Linked DNA regions of Astyanax mexicanus: region 2 is linked to region 1. The links are chromatin contacts, called in public Hi-C maps. All regions are on one chromosome and are shown on one strand. The core of a region is the stretch at or near the end of the contact, and the rest is flanking DNA. Distances in the headings are between cores, read along the strand shown. Region 1 overlaps adcy6a (adenylate cyclase 6a). Region 2 holds the start of adcy6a (adenylate cyclase 6a).

Region 1 (4,029 bases), core at 874-3,373:
CCCTGTTGATTCCCCTGACCGTCTTCTTCTCTCTCTCTTCTAGCTGAGCGCGAACGTGCTGATCTTCCTGTGCACCAACATCATCGGGATCTGCACGCACTACCCGGCAGAGGTCTCGCAGAGACAGGCCTTCCAGGAGACCCGTGGCTACATCCAAGCCCGGCTTCACCTACAGAGAGAGAACCAGCAGCAGGTTAGCTCACCTGAAGCCTACAGAGAACACAGCTTTACAGCTACACAGCAGTCTGTAGTTTTACAGCTACACCGCAGAACAGTTTGCTGACAAATCTAATTAACATCAGCCAGAGATGCTTTCAATTTCAATAACAAACTTTGGGATTATGTGTGAAAATATAAAAAAAAACACAATAAATTTAGTGTTTGCAGACCCACCTGTGTACAACCCAATTTCAGAGAAAGTCGGGAAGTTGTGTGAAATGTAAATAAAAACAGAATGCAATGATTTGCCAATATCATAGACCCATATTTTATTCACAATAGAACATTCAGCACATATCGTATGTTGAGACATTTGATCATTTCCTGAAAGAGAGAATGAGATACAGATATAGCGACAGAGAGAGTGACAGAGATAGATGGACAGAGAGAGAGAGAGAGATGTAAATGTAAGAGAGGGAGAGATACAAAGAGAAAGACAAAGTGTGAGAGTAAGAAAACAAGAGAGAAATACAAAGAAAAAGAGAGATACAGATTAAGTGAGGGAAAGATGGAAAGCATGAGAGTGCTATGGAGAGAGCAGGAGAGAGAGATAGATAGACAAAGAGAGTGAGACATGGACAGAAAGATATGAGAGATATAGGGTAAGATAGAGAGAGATAAAGTATGTGAGAGAATAAGAGAATGAGAGAGAGAGAGAGACCGAGAGAGAGAAAGAGAGATAGACAGAGTGAGGTAGTGTAAAAGAGAGAGAGATATAGAGAGACATAGAAAAAGAGAGATATGCAGAGAGAGACTGAGAGAGTAAGAGAATGAAAGGGAGACCGAGACAAAGAGAGATACTGAAAGAGACTGTGAGTAAAAGAACAAGAGAAAAAAAAAGAGATAGAGAGAGGGAGAGAGATGGAAAGCATGAGAGACAGAGAGCTAAAGAGAGAGGTAGTGACAGACATAGCGTGTCAGAGAGTGAGAGATGGACAGAGAGACAGACATAGAGTGTGAAAGTGTAAAAGAGGAAAAGATACAGAGCGAGTGTGAGAGTGTAAGATAGAGATACAGAGAGAGGGAGAGAAATGGAAAGCAGAAAAGATAGAGAGTGAGCTACAAACAGAGCAGGAGAGGCAGAGATGGACAGAGAGGGAGAGATAGACAGTGTAAGAGAGTGAGAGAGAAAGGGAAAGAGCGATAGAAAGCGCGAAAGTGGAAGAGACAGACGGATTGTTAAAGAGAGAATGTTAGAGAGAGAAAGAGATATGGACAGAAAGAAAAAGAGATGAGATGAAAGATATAGAGAGAAAGAGAGGGGGAGAGAGATTGAAAACACGAAAGACAGAGCATTGAGAGGTGTCATTTCCTTCTCTTCTCTTCTCCCTTCCCTCCACCCCTCTGTTCTCACCCCAACCCCTCAACACTCATTTTTCAGGAACGCCTGTTGCTGTCCGTGTTGCCGAGGCACGTTGCCATGGAGATGAAGGCTGACATCAACGCTAAGAAAGAAGACATGATGTTCCACAAGATCTATATCCAGAAGCACGACAACGTCAGGTTGGCCCCGCCCCTCCGTCACATGCCCACCCGGCAGAACCTGTTCAATAAAGTTCTTCCTCTTTTTATGTTAAAGCGTGTTCCTCTCACCCTCACCCCACTATAATGACCGTGCCACCCGATGCCATTTTCAGCATCAGGGCAACAAACTGAACATTAATCTGTCACAACATTTAGTCAGCCATTACACTGGAAGCAGGAAACAATATGGAGTCACGTGACCTCTTATCAGGTTAGTGAGTTCAGCAGCGTTCCAGTGTGGCTGCAGGCCATTAGCGCTGTAGCTAATGTAGCTTCCCTTTCTGCTGCCCCCCCCCCCCATCGTCCTTCTCTGTGTTTCTCCCTGCTTTTAAACGTGTCCCCTCAACCCCACTCCCGTTTCTCCTGCTCGGTGACGAGGAGCCGGGGAGACGAGCCGCCGGGGTTTTTGCTTTTTAGGCTAATTACATTTAGCGAGGGAATGGTTAATTACCAGTAGCTAGTGCTGGTGATGGGAGCTGTGAAGTGCTTCTGGTGATTGTGCTGCTCTGTGACCAGTACTTAGTGAGTGAGTAGACAGCTTCTGCTTATAAACAGTCAGGTGGTAGGCATACAGGTATACCATGCACTCATACCTACATATGTAGGGCTGCAATGATTAATTGACACAAACAACTTGACTTTTTTTGTTTTGTTTTAAATAATTGTGATCATCCTGATGAGGACTTTTAATTTGAAACAAGCACAAAGAGCAAAACAGCCAGCCTTTGCCAGACTGGAGTTTTTTGCCACGATCACACAGCAACCAGTGTTGGCTGTACTGGAGTGTTTTAGCTGCAATAATAACTGTTTTTCCAGTGTAGATTTAATGACTGACTGAAGTCTTTTGTGGCCTTTGGGAGCCTTCAGTCTGTTTTTAGCTTTTAGCATCTAACTGTGATGTTTTATGTGACATTGCTGCTCCAAAATTCAAAATATTGCAGTATGAGTCATTGTTCAATATAAATTATTTTGACTTATTTATTATTCGACCGAACACATGCAATGTATTTTTTTATTTTTTTCGTTTTATTTTTTCATTTTTGACCAAATGTTTTTAGTTGCCAAATATTTGTTGCATCCTTAATCCAAATTGGTGCAGACTTTTTCGGCAACCTTTCGGCAGCCTTTTTCGGCAGTCCTTTATTGCACTCAGTTGTGAACCAAAACAATCAAGGCATAGCAAGACCACCTCCTCTCACTGTTCTTGTTTTTCCAGCTTTATACTACACAAATATATTCGCTGGTCTTGAGCACAGAAGCCTCTTCCTGTATTTAATATTTTGCTCACACGCCAATCTGAGGAGACAACATGCTTGCATGGTTTGTTGAGGCGCATTCTGGTTTGTTCCTGTGTGAAAACAAATCAAACCGAGAGGCGAAAATGCTACAAGAAAACAAATTAATTTACTGATTCGAACCAGAGAAAGTACAGATGTGAAAACGCCCTTATTGCCTTATTTGGAATGTGTGAATGTCTCCTATATTTATAGATGAAAATCAAAATCAAACTATCAGACATCTAAACAAACATTCAGCAAAACTTAAAGTTGTGCATTGCAACAGAAACCTCACCGAAAGGAAGCAGAAAAGGGCATGAGAAAAATAATCGTTGACTAAGCAACTCATTCGAAAAATACTCAACAGATTAGTCAGTTACTAAAATAGGCAATTAGTTGAAGCCCAACATATGTGTGTTATTCAAAATGACTCTTTCTTTTTATGTTCTTATTCTTTTAAGTCCTATTTTTATTTGTTCTATCTCTCTTTATTTCTCTTTCTCTCTCCCAGTATTCTGTTTGCAGACATCGAGGGTTTCACCAGCCTGGCCTCCCAGTGCACTGCTCAGGAGCTGGTGATGACTCTGAATGAACTATTTGCCCGCTTTGACAAGTTAGCCTCGGTAAGCAGAACTGAGAATCTACTCAGACCCCATACACGGGGTGCACATATGTTTTATATACTGACATGCCAAAAGTCATGGGACAGTAGTATGCAAATTATTCACAAAGTGTTACCTCAGGGAAAGGCTTGGGACTGCCCACAACTGTATATGTTGTGAGGTGTTATCTTGTGCGTAAGGCTGTACCAGGAATACATCATAGAAGGCTTTACCTCTCACAGTGGACAGTGCAGTGGGTGGTAATGAACGTGACTAGGGCGCCTAGGTAAAATTGTCTGTGTGAATGGACAAGCTAAATAATAATATCCATATTCAAATCAGGAGATCACACATACATATCCCACAGCTCAGTGCAGTGTTCTTTAGCTTCCATAAGACATGATGTA
Region 2 (4,029 bases), core at 1,104-3,603, 59 kb before region 1:
ACAGATACACTTACATTTTTGAATGTGAACCGTCAAGATAGCCAAATCCGATCTGAGCAAAAAATCGTATTTGAGCAATGCGGCTTGTAATGTAAACGTAGCCAAAGTGCCTCTGCAGTGAACCATTTCAACTTAACCACTCTAAATAACTTTGACAGAATTTGAAAAAAAAGTTTGTTAAATTCCCCTGTTAGTCATAATGTGTGACTAGAATAACACTAATAAGGTACATTTATGATTTGAAAAGCCCTACTGAGGTAAATTCATGATTAAAATTGCACTGCTGAGGTGAATTTATGATGAGAATATCACAGCTGAGTAACTTTGCTTACATCAGATTAATTTATGAAGAATTATATGAAATATGTGTGGAGTTTCCCGGTAAGTAACTCTGTATGAACCAGAGGATCCAGGCTGTGTTGGTGTTGGTTTGTCTAGGAACTGGTTCTTCCTGCTTTAGCGGTAGCAGAACACTCATTTCATGTGAGTACAGTATTAAAGGTTGGGCCCGAGGCTCAGGTTTCTGTATAAAGACCTACCTGGATACTCTATACCACTTTACACATAACACACCTGCCCTGGGCTGCGACCTCACACATTACCTCACTCAACTGATACAGGACAGGAGACAGCCAATCCATTGGCCTAACATTAGGCCACAAATTTTGACCACTTGGCGGATATTTCCATTCGGTATATGAATAGTCTGCCCAGTGTGCATTCTATAGCAAAGTCCATGAGTTAACTTTTTTTTATATATTTTTTATTCTTTTGACTATTCATTCTTTTAATAATACTACACAGAAATCATAATTTCCATCTTATTTACTATACCTTTTTAATAATCATGCATGTGTTCACCCTGTAATAGCAAGCTGCATGACAGCATGGCCAATGACAAGACTGATTATACTCTTGGTTGACCAAGAATTTGAGAATTGTTGAACTGTTTATGTTGACCATCAAATACATTTCTCTTTCAAATACACATTTTGACATTCTAAAATTATGCTAATTCATGTAGATTTAGTCCCAGTTTTTACATTTAATAAATATGTTTGTAGCACATATGTACATCAGAAAGATATCATAAATTGGCCTACAATAGCCATATTGATGCACCCCTTCCTAGTTTGTTATTAAAATAATTAGAGGTTTTCTTTTCACTGCTAAGGTAAAAGCATGATTAGAATAGCACTGCTGTAAATAAGAGTAAAATCGCTGACTGCTGAGGTAAACGTATGATTAGAATAGCACTACTGAGATAAATATAGCTTTGGAAAAAATCAAGAGACCACTTCAGTTTCTGAATCAGTTTCTTTGACATTGCTATTCATAGGTATATATTTGAGTAAAATGAACATTGATGTTTTAAATTCCAAATAAAAATATTGTCATTTATAGCATTTATTTGCAGAAAATTAGAAATGACTAAAATAACAAAAAGATGCAGAGCTTTCAGACCTCAAATAATGCAAAGAAAACAAGTTCATATTCATAATGTTTTAATTGTTTAGAAACAACAAAACAAGAGTTTTTATAACAGTTTTCATGCATCTTGGCATGTTCTCCACCAATCTTACACACTGCTTTTTAATAACTTTATGCCACTCCTGGTGAAAAATTCAAGCAGCTTGGTTTGATGGCTTATGATCATCCATCTTCCTCTTGATTATATTCCAAAGGTATATGGTATATGGTAAAATCAAAGAAATCTTTGATTTTAAAAGTAAAATCTTTGTTGTACATCAGAAAGGCCTACAATAGCCATATTGATTCATCGCTTAGTGTTTTGTTGGTTTTTAAAATCATTTAGTTTTCTATTTCCACTGCTAATATAAATGTATTAGTAGAATAGCACTATTGCTGTAAACAAATAAGTAACAATGAACTGCTGTGGTAAATAAGGTAAATTGTTGAGTTAATTTTTTGACTAAAGTGGCACTGCTGATACATTATGCTTCCTTGTTTGCTTTATGTGTGCTGGGATGTTAAAAGTATTCTGTGCTCAATAAATAAATTAACCAATAGTTTTGTACTAAAGTACAAAATACAAGTTTTGTCATTTGAAAAGCAAAACATGAATACATTTAGGCCATTAACTTTTTATCAGTGGTGGAGCGTCATAACGAATGGAAACCTGTGAAAACCCGTGTTCGGCATTTGGCCCAATGTTTGATTTGGTTGTGTTTGGGTGAAAGAGCAGGGCAGGTGAAGCAGCTGCTCAGCAGGGGAAGAAGGTCTGACTGAACGGCCTTGAGGAGAGGAGAGTTTTAGCGCGGCCTGTAGGCGGCGCTCTGCACAGCCAGAACACACACTGAGAGCGAGTGTGTGTGTGTGTGTGACCGTGTGTGTGTGTCAGTGTACAGTGTGTGTGTGTGTGTGGAGGGGGAGAGGCAGGCAGCAGGCTCAGGCTGGGAGAAATTGACGGGGAGGGAAGGCAGGCAGAGCGCGGTTCGGTCTCTGTGGCCCGCTGTCCTCTAGTCCTCGATGCCTGGGAACACTCACCGCCCCCCGGAGAGAGGAGCACACCGAGGCTCGGGCGCCTCCGCCGGCTGCGGGTTCCTGCTAACGCCGAGAGAGATGGACGCGGTGAGTCAGAGCCTCTCTCTCTCTCTCTCTCTCGTTCTGCTCTCTGTCTCTCTATCTCTCTCTCTTATCCAGCCTGTTCCCGTCCTTTAACGGGCACGGTTTATATAAGCTCCGGTCCAGCCCGTGTTCCAGGCGGCGGGTCGTGCAGACGGCGCCGCGGGCCTCTGGTTTTGGGTTGAATTCGCGCTGTTGTTGTTTTTGTGTTTTTGCATTTTTAGCGAGCGTTTGATGCGTTTGACGGACAGACGGTACGTTTGGAGTGTGTGTGCGTGTGTGTGTGTAATATGTGTGTGTGTATGTGTGTGTGCCTGTTGAGGGCTCCAGCTTCACCTCGGCTCTCAAACGCCTGCTCAGTCCAACATCTCCCTCCTCCACCACCTCCTCCTCCTCCTCCCCGTATAGACCGGCCGATCCCCGCCGCTCCGTTCACTCCAACCGCTGGAAGCTCTGCGGCACGGGCGGCGCGGCGACAGCGGTGGACGGTGAAGTGCACGGTACCGTTACACCGTGAACAAACCGCTAAACGCTGACTGAACGCGCCAGCGCTGAGCTCGGTTTCGCCTGGCCGAGGTCAGTCGCTCTCAGGGCGGCTGTGGACCGTCTGCTCACCCCCTCCACACCGGTTCTCCAGCCCGAGTCCAGCCTTAGCGCTGGAGCCGGCGGACAGGCAGCGGCCGCGTCCCAATTTGTTGCCTCGGAGGAATGTGGCAGCGGCCGCCCGCATATGAGAAGGAGGAGGCGGCGGCGGAGGAGGAGGAGGATAGCACCGATGCGCTGGAATGTTGTGTGTTAGGTTCGACATTCAGCCGGGAGTACTGACTGATTTTACTCGACTTTATTCCACAGGGTGTTCTGTCGATTTGTGTTACCTTGTCAAAACCTGCAACTGTAACTAGTGTAGTAGCTATATAATATGTTTGAATAAGGCTGCATAATAGCCAAGTAAGCTAGCTGAGCTAAATTAAGCAGTAGATAGCTTTAAATAGGTTAGGTTAACTAGATTCATCATAGTTTTTCATAATTAGAAGAGCACTATAAAAACACTATATCAGAACTCCTGATATTCTTCAGGCAGAGAAATAGCTATTGATTATATAAATGGGTTGTCTAAATACATCTCTGTAAATATGAGGTATTTGATTTAAGATCTCTCTAAAAAACAGCAAGCTAAAATGTATTTTTCACACCAAAAAAACATGAAAACATTAATTCACGCAGCGCATGCGCATAACAGAGGAGTAGCATATATAAATGGGTAGCACAACTCGACAGAACACTGGTTCATAGAGAAGGACCTGAGCCACAGAAGGTGAAACGTTAGCCTGCTGTGGACTGGAATATGGTAGCCGCACGCGCGCGCGCACACACACATATATATACACACAGGCGCGCGCACACACTGTTACGTAAGGCGGCGGACTGCTTGCTGGTGCGGGT

The links. A called contact is a pair of places that touch in the nucleus more often than the background predicts.
Region 2: a Hi-C map of blood shows a contact between it and region 1, with 6 times the contacts expected there. The contact joins the promoter of adcy6a here to the enhancer-like site in region 1. A contact is called at or near these places in 2 of 3 Hi-C or Micro-C datasets (blood and muscle).

The regions. Positions count from the first base shown.
Region 1 is chr13:16,559,190-16,563,218 of AstMex3_surface, reverse strand. adcy6a (adenylate cyclase 6a) reads left to right here. Exons shown (of 24, transcript XM_049486293.1): 4 at 44-193; 5 at 1,601-1,722; 6 at 3,532-3,643. Among protein-coding and RNA genes, the nearest start is that of LOC103034470, 37 kb to the right of the region's middle. Within about 2 kb of position 2,123, the one cell type or tissue checked has an H3K27ac peak away from gene starts, as active enhancers do.
Region 2 is chr13:16,618,694-16,622,722 of AstMex3_surface, reverse strand. adcy6a (adenylate cyclase 6a) reads left to right here and starts at 2,353. Exons shown (of 24, transcript XM_049486293.1): 1 at 2,353-2,592.